Linked DNA regions of Mus musculus: region 2 is linked to region 1. A link is a contact called in public HiChIP or PLAC-seq data. All regions are on one chromosome and are shown on one strand. Each heading gives the region's core, a stretch centred on a gene start, on an enhancer-like site or on the middle of the called end of the contact. The rest is flanking DNA. Distances are from core to core; before and after follow the strand shown.

The links. HiChIP or PLAC-seq counts read pairs in DNA pulled down with a chosen protein or histone mark.
Region 2: an H3K27ac HiChIP or PLAC-seq map of embryonic stem cells shows a contact between it and region 1, with 17 read pairs. The contact joins two enhancer-like sites. A contact is called at or near these places in 2 of 39 promoter capture datasets (hippocampal neurons and liver), 3 of 15 datasets of contacts at CTCF or cohesin (the NIH/3T3 cell line, large pre-B cells and pro-B cells), 103 of 484 Hi-C or Micro-C datasets (the 4T1 cell line, the AML12 cell line, B cells and 55 more), 13 of 115 datasets of contacts at active chromatin or transcription factors (acute myeloid leukemia, bone marrow-derived dendritic cells, differentiating embryonic stem cells and 7 more) and 3 of 9 other capture datasets (adipose tissue, liver and pancreatic islet).

What each region holds. Positions count from the first base shown.
Region 1 is chr11:100,492,526-100,495,225 of GRCm38.p6, reverse strand. Acly (ATP citrate lyase) reads left to right here. Exons shown (of 28, transcript NM_134037.3): 17 at 1,146-1,342; 18 at 1,608-1,689; 19 at 2,611-2,700. Among named protein-coding and RNA genes, the nearest start is that of Mir7116, 15 kb to the right of the region's middle. Within about 2 kb of position 1,290, at least 20 of the 459 cell types and tissues checked have an H3K27ac peak or open chromatin away from gene starts, as enhancers often do. A contact at or near this core is called in embryonic stem cells, where this site is marked.
Region 2 is chr11:100,374,969-100,377,668 of GRCm38.p6, reverse strand. Jup (junction plakoglobin) reads left to right here. Exons shown (of 14, transcript NM_010593.2): 9 at 671-946. Among named protein-coding and RNA genes, the nearest start is that of Hap1, 20 kb to the right of the region's middle. Within about 2 kb of position 1,423, at least 33 of the 459 cell types and tissues checked have an H3K27ac peak or open chromatin away from gene starts, as enhancers often do. A contact at or near this core is called in embryonic stem cells, where this site is marked.

The DNA.
Region 1 (2,700 bases), core at 41-2,540:
ACCTCTGTAACCCCAGTCCAGAGCATCTGCCGTCGTCTTCTGGACTTGGCATATAGTACATACACACAAAATAAGCAAAAATACCCAGAGTCATAAAACGAAAATAAATTTAAATAAAAATTTGAAGCTAAGGCTTTGTGTGGTGGTGGTAACATCTTTATTTTCAGTACTTGGGAGCCAGATGCAGGCAGATCTCTTTTCGTTCAAGGATAGTCTCCATAATGATTTTCAGGCTAACTAGGGCTGCATAGTGTGATACTGTCTCAAAAAACAAACAAAAAAAAGTAGGAGCTAGGATTCTTTCTTCCCCACCCTGGTGCTAGAGACTCTCTGAGGACCTCATACGTGCTGGATAGGGATGCTGAAATACCATTTTGTAATGAGTAAAGGATTGTTTGTAATAAGCAAGATGTCATTGTACCTAGAGAAGCCCAGCTGTGTGGCAGGCACATCTTTGCTGGGTGTTGTAACCCATGATGTAAGGGAGAGGACGTACTGTTAAGCAGACTGGTGTAGAACTGAGTATAGAGCCTTGTCTTAGACACACGTCTCGCAGAGTGTCCTAAGGGAGGGAAGAGGTTCTTCATGGGCAGGTGTAATCTTAAACGCGTTCTCACGACCGGCCAGGAAGAACACAACAAACCAGAATCTTCTGCGGCAAAACTTTATTGCTTACATCTTCAGGAGCCAGGAGCGCAAGCCCCAAGCCCCAAAAACGAAAGGCCCCCCCCCCCCCCCCCCGCTTACATCTTTAGGAGCCAGCGCGCCAGAGCGCAGAGCGCAAAAGCGCAAGCAAGAGAGCTCAAGTAAGAGAGAGAATGGCGGAAACCCCGTCCCCTTTTAAGGAGAATTATCCTTCGCCTAGGACGCATCACTCCCTGATTGGCTGCAGCCCATGGCCGAGTAAAGGCAGAGTACATGTAGTGGAAAATTACTCTTGGCACATGCGCAGATTATTTGTTTACCACTTAGAACACAGGATGTCAGCGCCATCTTGTGACGGCGAATGTGGGGGCGGCTCCCAACAGTGTAATCCTTCCAGCCACTTCTCTCCACTTTAGACAGAGGCACAGGGCAGGTAAGGTAGGGTTTCATTGTTCCTCCGGCACCCTGGTTCGCCTTAACTGCTGTTTCTGCCTCTGAAGGTTGGGGGCATTAAGCCTGGATGCTTTAAGATCGGGAATACTGGTGGAATGCTGGACAACATCCTGGCCTCCAAACTGTACCGCCCAGGCAGCGTGGCCTACGTCTCACGTTCAGGAGGCATGTCTAATGAACTCAATAACATCATCTCTCGGACCACAGATGGTGTCTATGAGGGCGTGGCCATCGGCGGGGACAGGTAGGAGCTGGGAATCTTCTACAGTGGAGTTAGTTAGCGGCAGCATCCATGGTGTGTTACTCACTGCCCAAACCCTGAGGCCCTAATGAAGTTGTGTAAGTTTGTTGAGGGGAACTGCTCTTAACGCCCCACACCTATTTCCATTAGCCTGAGCTGCTGAATCTGACACCCATGAACAATCCGTGTATGTAGTGGAGTGCTTCTCACATGCTCCCACACCTCCCCAGGCTGTCCCTTGATCCTCTGTCCTCCCTGCCCCCCACAGGTACCCTGGGTCCACATTCATGGATCACGTGCTGCGCTACCAGGACACTCCAGGAGTCAAGATGATCGTAGTTCTTGGGGAGGTACGTTGTTGTTGCCATTGTTGTTTTTGAGGGAGGGGTCTCCTTTTGATTATAAAGGTAGTCTGGGATTTGCATTTTTAAGAATTCAAGCACCCTGGCACTGTACACCTTAAAGCAATCGTCCTGGTGGTACAGCCGGTAAGATTCTGGGGCTGAGAGTTTGCTCTGTTGGCCGTGAGCAGCAGTGAAGGAGGAACTGTCTCCACTCGCTGGGAAAGACGGCTGGAGCAGTGAGGCCAGCTTCTTTTATAATTTTCATTTTTTTTTTTAATCTTATGTATATGTGCGGTTTTGCCTTTGTGTGTCTGCACACCACGTACACCATGTGTGCCTATGCCTCCTGCCTGCAGCAGTCAGTGAGGTGCCAGTCTCCTGGAAATGGACTCATAGATGTGTGTGATCCACCATTTGGGTGCTAGGAACTGAAGCCCAGTCCTCTAGAAGAGTAGCAAGGGCTGTTAACTGCTGGGGCATCTACCCAACCCCTGGGAGGGCCTCCTTTTTATTTATTTATTTATTTATTTATTTATTTATTTAAAGCTCCAGAAGAGTTCTATAAGCCCATTCCTTACTTGTTCTTCTGGGAGAGGCTCTAATCCTTCGTCATCACAGATTAGAAAGGGACACCCAGGCACGAACGGCCTTAAGACACTGACCGTCCCTTCGTAATTCCTTACATACCTAGGATGAATCTTTCGGGGAGAAGTTAAACTCACTACCTGTTACGTAGCCCAGGTTTGTGTCCTGATTTTGTAGCCGACTTTTATTTCATGGGGTTGTTGTGTTTTTGTGGGGCTCTTTTTTCCTTTCTGCGCATGTGTTACGTGCGCGGTTTTTCCTGTTGTAGGGCCGGTCCTAGGAAAGCTTGAAGCAGCTTCCACTAACTTGTGGGGCTTTTCTCTCCTCCCATTCCCTTTGCAGATAGGGGGCACAGAGGAATATAAGATCTGCCGGGGCATCAAGGAGGGCCGCCTCACCAAGCCAGTGGTCTGCTGGTGTATCGGGACCTGT
Region 2 (2,700 bases), core at 174-2,673, 120 kb after region 1:
TCTGATGGTCCTGGAGTTCTGTAGACCAGGCTGGCCTCGAACTCACAGAGATTCTTCTGCCTCTGCCTCCCGAGTACGGGGGATTGAAGGTGTTTGTCACCATTCCTGACTCTGGCTATTTTTTGAAACAAGGACCCTGAGATGTAACCCAGGCTGTCCTTAGACTTTCAATCCTCCTGCCTCAGGCTCCTGACTGCTGAGAATACTATAGACATGTCCCACCTTAGCAATCTAGTTCCTTTATTACTATTATTATTATTAAAAAAAAAAGTACAGTCTCAGGTATCCCAAGCTAACCTCAGATTGTAGCCAAGGTTCGCCTTGATCCTCCTGCCTCAGCCTCTCCCTACTTGCTGGGGTAAGTTCTGTGCCATCACACCCACTCTGTGCGGTGCTGGGTATCCAACCCTTTGTGTGTCCTAACTGAGCTAAAGCCCCAACCTTAGCTCTAGATTCCTTCAGTTCTGTGCCTACAGCCCCGCCCACAAGCCCCCAGTTCCGTTCCAGGAGTAGCCAGGATGCTCCTGACTCTGCGGTTGTTGCTGAAGTGGGACTCAGATTCAGAAGAGATGACAGGAAGGACAAAATACCTAAAGCCGGGGATCAGGGATCCTCCAGATGTTTAAGGACTACCCGCCCCTCCACTCATCACTGCCTCCTTTCTTGCCAGGCAACTATTGGCCTGATCCGGAACCTGGCTCTGTGCCCAGCCAACCATGCCCCTCTGCAGGAGGCCGCGGTCATTCCCCGCCTCGTCCAGCTGTTGGTCAAGGCCCACCAGGACGCCCAGCGCCATGTGGCTGCAGGCACCCAGCAGCCCTACACGGATGGTGTGAGGATGGAGGAGATCGTGGAAGGCTGCACCGGAGCCCTGCACATCCTCGCCCGGGATCCCATGAACCGCATGGAGATCTTCCGGCTCAACACCATTCCCCTGTTTGTCCAGGTGAGTCCGGTACAGATGGGCAGATCTGTCCCCAGGTGCTGCTGAGGGGTTTGGAATGTGTGGGCCAGGAGTAGTCTAGGTCTGTGTAGAGAAGGGTGGATAAGTGGCTTTCCGAACTTAGATCACGAGAGCCTTCTTGAAGTGCAGCCACATGCAGACATGAAGAGCATCTGCAGATTCAAGAAACAGGAAAGGGACAAACATGGAACCTAGGAGCCAGCGCCTCAGCACACCGGAGCTCATTAACACTGGGTCCTAACAGTGTGGTGCTCACAGAGTCAACAAGTGGCTCCCAGGTGGCTCATAAGCAGAATGCTCGGCCCAGGAATTTACAGAAATGAAATTTAGCTCCCAGTGAGAGGCCATTTTCCACTGTCAAATTGGCCAGCTTGAGGGTTGGATAAACTGAGCGTCTTGGGTCTCGCCTACTTGGGGGAAGGGCAGTCTGGGAGCTATCCTTTGGCCTGGAATTCAGATGGGACTCTCTCTTGGGGAAAATCATTTAGCATAACTGAACCGAGATAACTACTGCAGACACAGCTGTTAAAAACAAGCCCTTTGTCTAATGGTGAGGAAGTAGTTTTGAAGGAAACCACTGGGTGTGGTGGTACATGCTTCTCATTCCAGCTCTGAGGAGCGGAGGCAGGAGGATTAGCCATGCAAGACCAGCCTTGGATATACTCAGTGAGCTCAAGGCTAGCCTGGGTTATCTTTGACTTTAAAAATAATCTGGTGGCGCATGCCTTTAATCCCAGCACTTGGGAGGCAGAGACAGGTGGATTTCTGAGTTTGAGGCCAGCCTGGTCTACAGAGTGAGTTCCAGGACAGCCAGGGCTATACAGAGAAACCCTGAAAAACCAAAAAAAAAAAAAAAAATCTAAAGAATGGCAGTGTGTGATATTGCCCTGGGGAGGCTGAGACTGGGGCATTGAGAGACAGTTCTAGGGTAGCCTGGGCTAATAGCAAGACCTTATCTTTTAAACAAAATAGAAGAATGCTTTAATATGTCATACTGCCATGTGCAGTGAGGCCTCACAAATCATGGGATGCATTTGTTTTGCTTTGTGGCCCTGGGGATTGAGTCAGGGCCAAGCTCAGGGGCAAGAACTCTACCCCCAAGCTACATCCCCAGCCCAAGATTTTTTTTTTCCTTTGAAAATATTTTTTATCAGTTTTCAGAGTTAAGGTCTCATCCTGACCTACCTTCAGTGGAATGAACTCATAGGTTTGTAGGACAGACTTTGAACTAATACACAGGAACGTGCCTTATTCTACCATGGCAGGCAGAAATCAGCATTATTGGTGGGGCTGGGAGATGACTGCCAGTGGGGCTTTGCCGTGCATCCTCGAGGAGCTGAGATCAGATTCCCAGCACTCAGGTGCTGCAGCAGCTTTTAACCCGAGCAGCGTGGGAGGAGCGGAGACAGGAGGAGTGAGCCTTGCCAGACCTGGAGCTGCAGGTTCAGAGACAGACCCTGCCTGAAAAATTGAGACGCAACAGAAGGGAACATGTGACTCCAACCTCTGATCATCATACACAAGAACATACACTCAAGTGCACACGTGCCCCAAAACACAGTCACCACGATACACACATATAGAGACACATGCGAACATACCTATAGCGAGATTGGGCACACCTTTAATCCCAGCACTCAGGAGGCAGAGGCAGGTGCAACTCTGTGAGTTTCAGGCCAGCCTGGTCTACAAAGGGAATCCAGGACAGCCAGGGCTATTATACAGAGAAATACTGC